2 separate regions of the Canis lupus genome follow, and region 1 is linked to region 2. A link is a contact called in public Hi-C data. All regions are on one chromosome and are shown on one strand. Each heading gives the region's core, a stretch centred on a gene start, on an enhancer-like site or on the middle of the called end of the contact. The rest is flanking DNA. Distances are from core to core; before and after follow the strand shown. Region 1 overlaps NDFIP1 (NEDD4 family-interacting protein 1). Region 2 holds the start of NDFIP1 (NEDD4 family-interacting protein 1).

Evidence for each region. Hi-C and Micro-C count contacts between places; a contact is called where the count stands out from the background.
Region 1: a contact with region 2 is called in a Hi-C map of blood, with 1.7 times the contacts expected there. The contact joins the enhancer-like site here to the promoter of NDFIP1 in region 2. A contact is called at or near these places in 2 of 9 Hi-C or Micro-C datasets (both in blood).

Annotation. Positions count from the first base shown.
Region 1 is chr2:36,199,477-36,206,229 of UU_Cfam_GSD_1.0, reverse strand. It overlaps NDFIP1 (NEDD4 family-interacting protein 1), which reads right to left. Exons shown (of 8, transcript XM_038530476.1): 4 at 5,411-5,498; 5 at 4,177-4,301; 6 at 2,165-2,231. Among named protein-coding and RNA genes, the nearest start is that of NDFIP1, 41 kb to the right of the region's middle. Within about 2 kb of position 2,764, at least 1 of the 20 cell types and tissues checked has an H3K27ac peak or open chromatin away from gene starts, as enhancers often do. A contact at or near this core is called in blood, where this site is marked.
Region 2 is chr2:36,160,793-36,167,911 of UU_Cfam_GSD_1.0, reverse strand. It overlaps NDFIP1 (NEDD4 family-interacting protein 1), which reads right to left and starts at 5,769. Exons shown (of 8, transcript XM_038530476.1): 1 at 5,519-5,769. The coding sequence starts at 5,581.

The DNA of each region.
Region 1 (6,753 bases), core at 1,515-4,014, 41 kb before region 2:
AGATGTCAGGATCCCCTTACCTATTACAATTCTTTTTTTTTTTTTTCCCTCCACACCAATTCTTATATTCTTAATTCTAAACTCTATTTCTCCATTCTTAAAAAATATATACAAGTAGGATACACTTGGCCATTTATTTACGAGGCACTAAGGGAGTAAGACTGATTCTGTGTGTCTACACCAGAAGCTAGCCGTTCACAGTTGACACCTGTTAGAACAATCCATGGGAAAGGTGATGTGCCCCCTAATTAGAAATAGCTCACACACTCCTGGGCCCTCCTCCTTTAGGGCTGGTCCCTGAATCTTAAGACACTTTTTAAAAACACTTTCATGGTGATATAATTCACATACCATGAAGTCCACTCATTTGATGTGTACAGTTTACTGGCTTTAATTTTAGTAGTTATGGAGCTGTACAACCAAAACTATTATCTTTATTTTGGAACATTTTTATCACCCCTAAAAAAAAAATGTGTACCCATTCAGCAATCACTCCTCATTCCCTTTCTGTTTGGCACCAAAAGCAGTAAGTGACTACAGAGCAGAGGTCACCCCATGAAGAGCTGCGTCAGAGAATCCTAGTAAAGTGGAAAGCACACAGCCTAATAGGAGGGGACACCTGCAACAGCTCCCACCAAAAGGTGGGTGCCTTGGGGAAATATAGGCCTGTTCTGCTAGATATCCCAATTTTAAGAAAAGCAAACAAAATTCAGACATTTTATGTGGAAACTCTAGGTTTTTAAATGATGGCGGCTAATAAAAAAAACCTCTGAAAATAACTATGGAACAAACAGACTACAATTACAGGCTGGTTGTAGTTCATAGACTGTCAGCTTGAGAGCTCTGTGTGGGCCTGTTCCTTGCAACAAAACACAACCCCCAAAATTGGTTCTTTCCGCAAGAAAAATTCTAAAAATGACCCAAACACTGTGTCCAAACGCACAAATGATATCCAAAGCCTCACTGTTTTTCTGCTTACTAGTGAACAGTAAGATAGACAGAATGATCAATTAATTACAAGTATTATAAATTCATCTTCCATGAAACTTTAATATAGGAAGATAATTAAGTTTCTTTAAATTATCTATGCTGTCAACGATCAACCTGAAAATATGCTTAGTGGCTCTTTTTTCGGTCCATTCAGTATTTGGCTTGGGGGAAAAAGGAGAGGTAGCCTTTTTCTTAAAGATACAATTTTGTGAATAAGCAACCCAGAAACTATTCCTTAAAGTAACTCTTCTCTGGGCATTTTTATTATTAAGCATCTTAATAATTAAGGGTGGGGGGAAATCATGACTTCTCTTTCCGTGAAATTTCAATGACCATTATTAGCAGAGTAGATGATGCTGTTGGAGAGGTGGGGGCTGATATGATGTAAGACTTGTATTTTCCAATTAAATTTTATGTTCAGCAATGCATGGTCTATCACCACAGGCAAAGCAGGTAAGTCCTGAGTGTATTAAGCAACTACTGGACAGGGGTGTACACTGTACTAACCAGATCCATCAGCAGCATTGCCACCAGGGATCTTAATTAAGGAGGCAATAAGAAGGCCCTAAACAGGACACGGGAAAAGTGATATCAAAGAAGCAGGTGAGGCCATTATACCATCTTAAACAGCTACAGGATGGCTCTGCTATAATTCTGTAGAATACAGAATTACATACATATATGTATTCTATAGGCCTCATTGCAAAATCATTCTTATTCTCACCAAAGAATTCTGGAAACCCAATACTGATTCCTCCGGAAGTTCTGTCAAGCAAAGCTATACATTTTGTTTCCTGCTGACAGAGTCAACTGAAAATTGGCCACATAGACTCCTGAGTAGTTCAACTGGTTACAATCTTTTGTGAACCCTTTTATGGCAGTAATTATCCAGGAGAAAATAACCGACAGACTATAAAGTCATCTTATTAGTATGTCCACCGGTCACATGGGAAATCTGAGAAATATGTATGAATGGGTTAGGAAAAAAAAAAAATCGACCACCAAGAGACGCTTTATTAATATAATAATGGTGATGGCAACCTAATCTTTAAGAAATATTTTTAAAAATTATTTATTAGGGTTGGAAGGAAGATGAGGGTTTACTAAAAGTAATTTTACTTCTAAAATTTAACACTATCTTTTCTCTCCACTGTCTATGTTAAAAAGCACTTACCTAAAACCAGGAACACCCACCAGAGCCAGTACTGACCATCAAAATATCCAGGGAAATAGGTGGAAAACTGAAAAATAAAGCAAATAAGTTTGTTTGTTTATTTTTATAATGAGGTTAAAACCTCATTTTCTTTTTTAAAGATTTTCATTTATTCATGAGAGAGAGAGAGAGAGAGAGAGAGAGGCAGAGACACAGTCAGAGGGAGAAGCAGGCCCCACGCAGAGAGCCTAATGTGGAACTTGATCCCGGGACTCCAGGATCACACCCCAGACCAAAGGCAGGCGCTAAACCTCTGAGCCACCCAGGGATCTCCCTAGAAATATGTTTTGATGAAACTTTTACTTTGCTTACTCAGTCCCAAAACTATTTGTTCTTGGTATGCCTCAACCTTGGAAGCTTTACTATGAATATCATAATAATCCCCCATTCCTTTGCCAAATAATGGCACATTCTGGTCATTGGGAAGTGAGGGTTGCTGAGGTTTTCTTGCACTTAGAAAAGAAAGAGAAGAAATAAGTTTTCTTTCTTCTGCTGAACACAGCTGTGCTTCTGATGTGATGCCTGAAACTGCCATAGCCATTTGAATCCTGAGGGAGGAGCACCTCTACCAATAGGACAGCAATCGTCCCTAATGATGTCACTGAATAAGCAAAACAGATATGGTGATCCTCCATGTCAGGACTTGTTTTCATGGGAAATAAATTTTTCCCACTGTTTTCTAAGCCATTTTGAGCTCAGTTTTCTATTACTCAGACAAAGCCATCCTGATACAAGTTGATTCATTCAATTCAGTTTTAACATTTTAGTCAGCTTAGTGAAACTTCTGGTTAAAAAAAAAAGACTGCTAACTAATGTTATCTGTTTTCTATTGGGGGCTTTATTATCTGAAAATTTAATGCAGTTTGAGCATTAAAATACAGTATTTGGGCAGCCCGGGTGACTCAGCGGTTTAGCACCGCCTTGTCGGGCTCCCCTCCATGGAGCCTGCTTCTCCTGTCTCTGCCTCTCTCTCTCTCTGTCATGAATAAATAAATAAATAAATCTTTTTAAAAAATCCTTTAAAAAAATACAGTATTTTATTTCTTAATAGGAATAACAATTTAAGATTTAGGGAGGGAATGAAAAAGCTCTTTAGTGCTTGGGTTCTTCACCTAAGTCCATGTCTTAGATGAGTATGTATTAGCTGCTTGGGGGAAAAAGTTCCTAACTCCTAAAAGATTCTCAAAGGAACTCAGAATCCTAAAAATGTTAACAACTGGTCAGAATAAATACATATGAAAAAGTCCAGTGTCCAGTCAATACCCAATAATTAGTTAATAATGACAATTAATGATGAATACATTGATTTTATCTATTAAGTTGACAAAAGCAATAAACTTACCTGAAATCACAATATATTTTAAGAGATTAGATCTTTTAAAGTATAAATTACTTCAGTAATTTGGACTACCTGATAACTCCCAAATCACTGAAGATTTCTAATATATTTTAGAGATAAGGCCCCCCCAATGGAGTAGCACTTGTAAACAATTTCAGTTCCAAAACATTTTGGCAGAACCAACGATGCTGCTAATAAACAACCCTGGAAGGGAGGGAGAAAGGAGAGAGAAGCAAAGAGCAGGAAAGAGGGAAGAAGAAAAACCAAAACTTCAGTAGAATTAATGTGAGGAATGCCTGCTTTTGATGAGACACCAAAGAAGTGGTATTTTCTTTTTATTACAAAAACTAATTTCAGAACAAACACACATTATAGACATTAACAGCAGAGAAAGCAAATTGTGAACATCCTATAGGATGTTGCCTTGGGACACCAATATTCACTAGATTTAACTATAAAACTTACACGCATGAACCATCTGCAACTGATTTAGGTTCAACTTCATGAAACCAGAACAAAGACAAACCTAAAATCATTTTAAATGTAGAAATAATGTGAAAAGAAAAAAATCAAATAATCAGTTATTCTACTGATTGTTTCTCTACAGGGTCTATATTTTCTGGTATAAACTTACCCTGACAATCAGGATCCACTTAATTAGAGAGAGACCAAATCCTGAAATGGCCCCATACCTTCCTGCAGCTGAGGTGGTCAGGCAAAAAGACAGAAAAAATCCAATCCAGTTAAAGAGGAATGCCACTGTAAGAGAGAAGAAAAAAAACCCTGTGAGACACACATCCTGTTACCCAAGAAGCAAGAGTGCCCTCTACATGTGCTTTTGCTTCAATGGGTTTTCCAGGGATAAAAGACAGCCCCAGCCCAGCCCACCCACCATAACCCTTGCCTTATCTCCCCCCAAAAATCTATTCTCTGTCCTCTTCCCCAAAACAAACAAGAAATCGTCTGCTCTGAATATCAGGTAATTACATTATGTCTACTGCTATTCACTTTCAAAAATGCCTTAACATTCACCAAACTGTATACTTAGGACTTGTACACTTCAGTAAATAAAATCTGATTCAGGTTTTTCATCTTTCTATGAATTCTGACAGCTTCATAACACACCACCTTTAAAAGCACTGCATTTCCTTTATATCTTATCTTTTTAATATAGCAAATAAAAAATAGTCACTCACTTCTAAGTGACACATGGAAAGATGAATGCAAAAATAACATGAAGGAGGGGCAGCCCGGTTGGCTCAGCTGTTTAGCGCCACCTTCAGCCCAGGGCCTGATCCTGGAGACCCGGGATCAAGTCCCGCATCGGGCTCCCTGCGTGGAGCCTGCTTCTGCTTCTGCCTGTGTCCCTGCCTCTCTTTCTCTTTCTCTATCTCTGTGTCTCTCATGAATAAATAAATAAAATCTTAAAACAAAACAAAAAACAACAAAAATAACATGAAGGAGGCAAAAAAAAGTTCAGTTGACTTTGATCTGTCAGAAAATAGAAGCATGCAAAAAAATCCATCAGATTAATAATAATAAGGCCTTTAATTCCTACTCTACAGGTCAGGTACGAGTCAGAGCAATGCTAAGGGTCTTTGCGGACCTAAAAGATGAGGCTTAGTTCATAAAAAAATATAGCATTCCCCAAACTGCTTCAGTTATATTTTCTATATTCATAGAAATAGAAGATAAACAGAATATTAAGATAAAAGTGAACTAAGCTCTGAACATCTTAGTAAAAGGCATCAAATAAACATATATATTAAAATAATAGTTCAACTAGTCATTTTAATTCAGTCATATTCACCCATAATTCAAAGCACTCTGATTTGTGGGAAGTGGTTCTGCTATGTGTATTTACTTACTGAAAAAAGTTAACATGAAAATCCCATCATTTCCTATCCTCAGCTGGTCAGCATCATCAAAGTCATCCCGACCCACAAAATCCTCATCCTAAATGAAAAGAGAAAGAGTAAGGTAAATTCCCAATGAATTATTCATAAGCAAATGAAAGGCATCACAAAAAGGGGATAAAAATGAGTACAAAGAGAAAATTTACTGAGTTGGCTCAATTTAAAACTATGAACATTAAAAGGCTCATTATGTGTTAAAAATTTCATTTTGTCTTTTAAGACAATTAGAGAAGAAACAAAACTTTCTTCTATTTCTATAGGTTTTTTTTTTTTTTTAAAGATTTTATTTATTTATTCATGGGAGACACAGAGAGAGAGAGAAAGAGGCAGAGACAGAGGCAGAGGGAGAAGCAGGCTCCATGCAGGGAGCCCTATGTGGGACTCGATCCTGGGACCCCAGGATCATGCCCTGAGCCAAAGGCAGACGCCCAAGCACTGAGCCACCCAGGCATCCCTATCTTTATAGTTTTCTAAATGAATTGTTCATTTTATAACCCAAGTTCTTTAACAATGAGGTTCAAAAATTATAAAGTTCAACGAGAAGTATTCACTCATATTTATCTAAAGAAAAGATATCTATTTGGCTTAAATTTGGCTTACGTTCTAGAATTAGTAATCCAGGGCCTGCTGGGGGGCCCAGAATATTAGTAATCCAGAACCTATTAAGAAACTGAAATGCTTTGTGAGACATGGGAGAAAAAGGATAGAATGATCACATATGAAGAGGCTCAGGGCTGCCCACAGCTCAACTCCATGACCCATCTGTTCACATTAGCAGATAGGTCTGAAACAACCACACTTCCAAGCTTATTGGCAAATAGCATCTTTTCCATCCTAACTTGAAATCAAAATACTCCAAGTCTAGAAGGAACATGATCCTCACCAACATTAACATCAACTATGTGTCCCACCTTTTCAACTGATGTACATTATATGTTGAGATACTGAAAAACGTATGAATACATACTTAAAAGTTACATGTATACACAGTTCAATTCAATAAAAGTTCCCCAAATGAGGGCAGCCCCAGTGGCTCAGCAGTGTAGCGCCGCCTTCGGCCTAAGGTGTGATCCTGGAGACCCGGGATTGAGTCACATGTTGGGCTCCCTGAATGGAGCCTGCTTTCTCCCTCTGTCTGTGTCTGTGCCCCTCTCTCTGTGTCTCTCATGAATAAATAAAATCTTAAAAAATAAATAAATAAAATAAAGGTTCCCCAAATGAAAAAAAAGAAACAACAAATCTTTAGGACAATCCAAACTCTCCCTACGCAGATAAAAAGGGGGTGGGAAGCCCAT
Region 2 (7,119 bases), core at 4,520-7,019:
CATCTTTTATTAGAGTCACACACAAAAACATTTATGACTATAATGACATGATTTCTAGGTTTTGTCTCAAAATAATGGTGGGGAGTATAAATGAAACATTACCCATTTGTTGATGACTGCGGGAGCTGGGTGATGACTGCATTAGATTTATTACACCATGTTTTAGTATACGTGTGGAATTTTCATAGTAAAAAGTTGAAATGTAAACAAACGTTATTAAGAAATGACTCTACTTGGCACCCAGGAGGCTCAGTCCATTTAAGTGTCTGCCCTTGGCTCAGGTGGTTATCCGAGGGTCCCCGGATTGAGCCCCTCATTGGGCTCCCTGCTCAGTGGGGAGTCTGCCTCTCCCTCTGCCCTTACCCCTGTTCGTGATCATTCTCTCTCAAATAAATAAATAAAATCTGTTTAAAAAGGGGAAAAAAAAGAAAAAAAATGACTCTACTCCTACAACTGAATAAAAAAGCAAACAGCCCAATTCAAAAATGGGTAAAGGACTTGAACATGTATTTCTCCAAAGAAGATACACAAACTGCCAATAAGCACATAAAAAAATTCTCAGTATCACTAATCATTAGGGAAATGTAAATCAAAACTACACTGAAAGACTTCATGACCATTAGGATGGCTTTATCAAAAGGGCAGTCCTGGTGGCTCAGCGGTTTAGCGCCGCCTTCAGCCCAGGGCCTGGTCTTGGAGACCCAGGATCGAGTCCCATATCAGGCTCCCTGCATGGAGCCTGCATCTACCTCTGCCTATGTCTCTGCCTCTCTCTCTGTCTCATAAATAAATAAAATCTTTAAAAAATAAAATAACAAGGGTTGATGAAGATATTTAAAATTGGAAACCCTTCCACTCCCACCCAAAAATATTGGAACTCTGGGGCACCCCGGGTGGCTCAGCGGTTTAGCGCTGCCTTCAGCCCAGGGTGTGATCCTGGAGACCCGGGATCGAGTCCCACGTCCGGCTCCCTGCATGGAGCCTGCTTCTCCCTCTGCCTGTGTCTCTGCCTCTCCCTTTCTGTGTGTCTCTCATGAATAAATAAATAAAATCCTTAAAAGAAAAAAAAATTGGAACTCTGATGCACTGCTGGTAGGAATGTAAAATGGTGTCTGTACTACAGAAAACTGTATTTTTTAAATAAAGAATTTAAAAATAGCATTACCATTGAACCAGTAATTCTACTTGAGCATATAAACCAAAAGGACTGAAAGCTGAGCCTCAAAAGAACACCTGTATACCTATATTCACAGCAGCATTATTTACAATGGCCAAAAGGCAGAACCACTGCAACTGTGCACCAATGGATGAAAAAAAAAAAAAAAGGGTAAACAAAATATGCTACATGCATATAGTACTAGTCAGCCTTAAAATGGGAGGAAATTCTGACAGGTGGTACAACTTGGGTAAACCTGGAGGCTATGAAGCTAAGTGAAATAAGCCAGTCACAAAAGGACAAATACCATATAATTTCATTTATCTGAGGTAGAGTAATTAAGTTCATAGAAAATAGAATGATGGCTATGGGGGCTAGGAAAGGGGAAAAGGGGAGTTATTGTTTAATGGGTATGGAGTTTCAGCAGGGGAAGGTGAAATAGTTCTGAAAATGGGTGGTGGTGAGGGCTGCCCAATAATGTGAATGTATTTAATGCCAATGAACTGTACACTTAAAAATGGCCAAAATGGTAAATTTTATATATTTTTATGACAATTTTTTAAAGTTCAAAAAAAACAATTCTACTCATCTCAATATTTTTGGAAAAGTCTTCTTTGATCATTGGAATAGGCCACAAATACAGCAAAATAATCTCAAAATCTTGACATAACACTCTAAGGGGCATTCCTAGATATAATTACAACTTTTCAAACTAAAAAGATGAAACCACATGGGTGCTTTTCACTCCTTCCTCCAGGATCGTGATCTAACACTTCTGCATAAATATGGTTTGGCCTGGCAGAAAAGAAATTCTTTCCCTGATCTATGAAAACCTTCCTCCACAATCCTGAGAATTTATCTAAAAAGGTAGCATTCCCAGCGCAGCTCTACAAGGTCATCAGACTACATTACAAACTTATTAATGATGCTTACAAGTGGGTAACTTCTTCAGCAAGCAGTAAGCCTAAAACAAAACATCCTAGTCTATTTTGAAGCCTATATGGCAGTGTCATCGTGGCCTCCTTAGATTAGATTCAAATCCAAAGATCTCAAAACATTTCAGGAAGTATTTGGCAAAATTCATAAAATAGGCAAAGACATATTCCAGTGAGGCAGAGGGCTTGGAACGGTTGAAAAGGAATAAATGTCTGGAGAGACGGTGACGTATTACAGATTTCTCAACATGGGGCCTGCCTACACACACACCTTTCTGAAACAGTGCTTCTGAATATCTGAATATAAAAATCTCAGCTGCAAAAAACAAGAAAAAATAAAGCCACAGGAACCTATGAGCCCAGGCTTTCTGTGCAGTCTGTCACAATGCTAAATTCAAGTTGTGCGTAGTGCACTACCAATAAAAGAAATCATAAAGGCAAAACTGTGTTTGCATTTAGTAATGAATCACACAGTCTTCCACTGCATTTATTTACTAGAGAACCAGCTCTATTTGATGAACCAGATCAAGAAGTCAGAACTGCCTTTTGTGACTAGAGTATCATGCTCCTATCAAGTTGCCTGAACAATTCATCAACATTCTATAATGCAAAAGCCTTTTAAATATGTATGTATACTCTCTGACCAAGCATTTCCACATCTAAAAATTTATAGGGAACCCTGGGTGGCGCAGCGGTTTGGCGCCTGCCTTTGGCCCAGGGCGCGATCCTGGAGACCCGGGATCGAGTCCCACGTCGGGCTCCCGGTGCATGGAGCCTGCTTCTCCCTCTGCCTATGTCTCTGCCTCTCTCTCTCTCTGTGTGACTATCATAAATAAATAAAAATTTTTAAAAAAATGGTTCATTAAAAAAAATAAAAATAAATAAAAATTTATACTCAGGAAAAGAGATATAGATGTACACAAAAGAAACTTCAGTGAATAAAAAAATTATGAACACACTTAGTGGCCAACAATAGGCAACTGACTTGAACTATGTACAACCAGTTACATGCAATGCAGACATGAAAATACTACCCTATTTTATACATCTATATGCCTCTGTACATACATGTGAACAAATACATGTACATGCAAACTTGTGAATGCACATGTGTCTGAGAACATGACACATATGGGCACAGTGGATGTATAAATGTATACATGTGCACATATGCACAAAATGTGTACAAGTAAAACCAGGGGGCTCGTGGAATGGTACATGTGTACAAAGATGTGCCTGTATATATATCCATGGATACATGAGAAAATATATATGCACATATATATATGCTAATGCACATGCCTATATTTGGAACATGAGCCTGTGTTTTAAGTAGGTGAGTGTGTATTTATCCTTGTAATCACTACTTAGAGGCTGTGACCTTGAGCAAGTTAATGAGCCTCTTGGAGTCTTGACTTTGTCATCTATACAATAATACCAAACCTTGCCTCATGGGAGTTCCATGAGGATTAGGGAAATAATGGATGTAAAGTCCTCAGTACCGTGATTGGCACATAGTAAATGCTCAGTCAATATTAGCTTTCCTTATCTGTACACATGTATACTGATTTATATTTATGTATATTTACATACCTATAAGTCCACAAAGATACACATCAAAATACTAATTTTGGTTACCTATGGGTGATAAATTTTTACTGTGGGTTTTTTTTTTAGGGGGGGTAGCTTTCATATTTTGCAATTTTTCTAGGAAGATTATTTTTTTCATGCTGTTTTTTGGAGGTTATTTCTTCAACATAATGATTTTCAAAAATAAAATAAAGATGACCTGTCCCTGACACACCTCAATTCTGCATATTTAAAGCTGTTAAATATAAATATTACACCAAGGAATACATAGTTTTGATACTCCACCAAATTTTTTGTATTCCAGCAATATGTCAGCATTACCTAATAGCTCAAGAAGATGGCAGTACAAAGAAAAGCCACAGCTTTTTCCTTGTTTGCCTTTTACAAAACAGGATGAAAAGAATGAATTAGATCACAGTGTGGGGTACAAGTGATTTTTGAACACTCTGGTGACAGTTAAGTGACATCTGTCATTTGTATTTTATTAAAGCAGGGAGAAACCCTCACCCAAGGTCATACAAAAAAAAAAAAAAAAAAAGCATGTGCCAGACCACAGGCTGTGAGAGATCTGAGGACTAAACTGCATTGCCACGGTCTGGGCATGTTTATGAAACCAAGAAGCTAAATTCTTAACCAGTCATTTCAGAAGTCCGGCTGGAGGAGGGAGGAAATTACTACACAGGGCTGATGACAGCAAAACAAACTGGTAACTGGCTGCACTGAGTTAATCTAGATGTTTTAATCAGACTGGTTTTCGTTATTTCTGAAATACAAAGCTGTAGATCATCAATGATAGGGCATCTAATTTCATAAAAGCACGACTGATATTTGTATGCAAATTATACCAAGAAACATCTGATAGGACAAAACGCAAACAGTTATCAGCGGTTCCAATCAACACCAGTTCCTACCTGGCTTAATTCCCACAATTAAGATGTGTTAGGTTAAACAGCACTAAAAATCCTGCAGATGGTCTCTGAATTTCCGAGGGGAGCCCAGCTAGTAGAACAAGCAGCTCTTTTCCCTAGGGCCTCAATTTATAAATTATAACCGGGATAATACTCCAATCAATCCCTATACATTTCCTCCCCAGCCATGCTATTAAATCTCCTTAAACGTCATTTCCAAGCTTTTAAAACACACACCCAGGCACACGCCCTGCAGCCTTCAGCGAGCTCACGACGTTCCGGGGCACTGCCCCAGCTAAACAGCGCCTTTCCCAGACCTACTGCAAACTGCAGACTTGCCTCTCGTCTCATTTTTGACTTTTGTCTTAAAACAGAGGCGCGGGGGAGGGGAGGAGGGGGATGGGTTTCGACAAACAGACTAGGCTCTGAAACCCCCCGAGCAATCGCATCTCGTCACGGGGAGCTGTCGGCCGCAGTGGCAGCGATTTTAATCTTTTCTCTCCACCCAGTTTCCTTTTCCATCTCACGCTTCATCGCCTTCTTTCTCTTCTTCCCCATGACATCAAACCAGAGGTGCAGAAAGGGAAACTGCATGCCCCCGCGTGGGCGCCGCCCCGAGGGTCGCGGGCTCCGACTCGGCGGCCCGCCCGCCGCGAGAAGTGCGGGGCGACGCCGCGGGCCGGAGGTTTTCCGCCGCCCGGGTGCCGCCCCGGGTCGCGGAGGGCCGGGCCGGGCCGGGCCGGGCCGGGCCCGCGGCGGCCTCGACTCCGAGCCCGCGGCCCGCCCAGGCCCGCCAAGCCGCGGCGTCGCGTCGGCCACAGGCCGGGCCGGAGACGCCAGAAGTGGCCGGCGGGCAGGGGGGCGGGCCGGGGGCGGCGGGGGCCGGGGGGCCGGGGGCCGGGGGCCGGGCCGGACTCGGCGCTGCTCACCTGCTGGTACCGGCTGCCGCAGGCCGGCTCCACCGCCGCCAGCGCCGCCAACGCCAACGCCATGGCGCAGCCGGCCGCAGAGGAGGAAGGCGGGCGAGCGGGCGAGCGAGCTCTAGGGGCGCGGGCGCTGCGGCCTGGGAGCGCGGGGAGGCCGAGGGGACGCGCCTCGCGTGGGTCTCGGTGGCCGCCGCCGCTTCCAGGCAAGCCGCCCTCCTCGGGTTGTGAGCGCCGCCGCCGCCGAGGCTCCGACGCGGCCCCTGGGGAGGAGGCGGGGACGCCGCCGACGACGCTGCGCCGCCGCCCCGCCCCGCCCCGCCCCGCCCCCGCCGCGCGCCCGGGCCCGGCCTCGGCCTCGCCCCGCCGAGCCGCCGCCCGGGGTGGGGTCCGGCCGGCGTCCCGCGCGCCGAGCTGCGGCCCGAGCGAGCCCCGCGCCTTCCCCGAGCGCTCTCCTCTAGCCCTCCCCACACCGCGACGTGGGGCCGCGGCCCGGCGGAGGAGGCCGTCGGCGCCCGGGGAGGCTGACACCCCGGCACGGCCGCGACCGGGGCTCCCTGGGACCGCTGCACCCGCTCGGTTCTCGTCCAAGCCCCGGCTTGTCTGCCATCGTCCTAGATCAGGGACTGCCAACCGGTCCGGTGGCGGTGGAAAGCAGAAGAAATTCATGTTTCATTGTGCATAAATGAAGTCTTACCGGAGCACAGCCGTTCGTTCCCATGTTGGGTACGGCCAGCAATCCCTAAAATACTTACTCTCTGACCCATTACAGAAGAGTTTCCTGACACTACACCCTCCAGAACTCCTTTAGTAAAGATCTCAAACAAGCACTACTTAGGATGGATGATGATAACAGCATTCTCCTTTTTGTGCAGCCCTTTAGTATTCTAACAGCCTCATCTGTGGATAAGACATGTTATTTCCATGTATGCATGCATGTAAATAAATCCACCCGGCCTGGAGCCCAACTCGGCTTGAACTCACAACCCTGAGATCAAGATCGCAGCTGAAATCAGGAGTTGGGCTCTTAACCCACCGAGCCACCGAGGAGCCAGGACATGATACTTTTCTGAACCAAAAGCTCTCTGAGGAGGTGACATGGAAGGCCAGACTCCAAAGATTCAGCCCTGCTGAGAGCTGAGAACACGTGCAAAGGCTGTGAGGGAGCCACAGGTTGCTTTGCGGAAGGACTGGAAGAGGCAGGCAGGACTGCCCTAGGGGAGATACAATAACCAATGTTTCCCAAAAGAGGAAATTAAGCTTGAAGAAATTAAATATCTTGCCCAAGAACACAGAGCTAGGGAGGGGAAACCTGGAATGTAAACCAATGAAACCAGCATTGTTAACTATTATCGTGCAACTCAATTATAAACTCTGTGAGGAGGAAAGTATGTCTCTCTTAAATATTTTTATATATCCCGCAGCATCCAGCGCAGCATGGCTATACAGCAGGCATGTGAGGTCTGCTGTTTCCTTCTGTCATACCCAGCCACCTGGAATTGCTTCTACCCACATGTCCAACCCAGAAAAACCTGAGTTTTTGAAGCTTGTTGCAATTCCTCTTTCTTCTTGATTGCCTTTCCGAGTGAATAGTCTAGGGTTGGCAT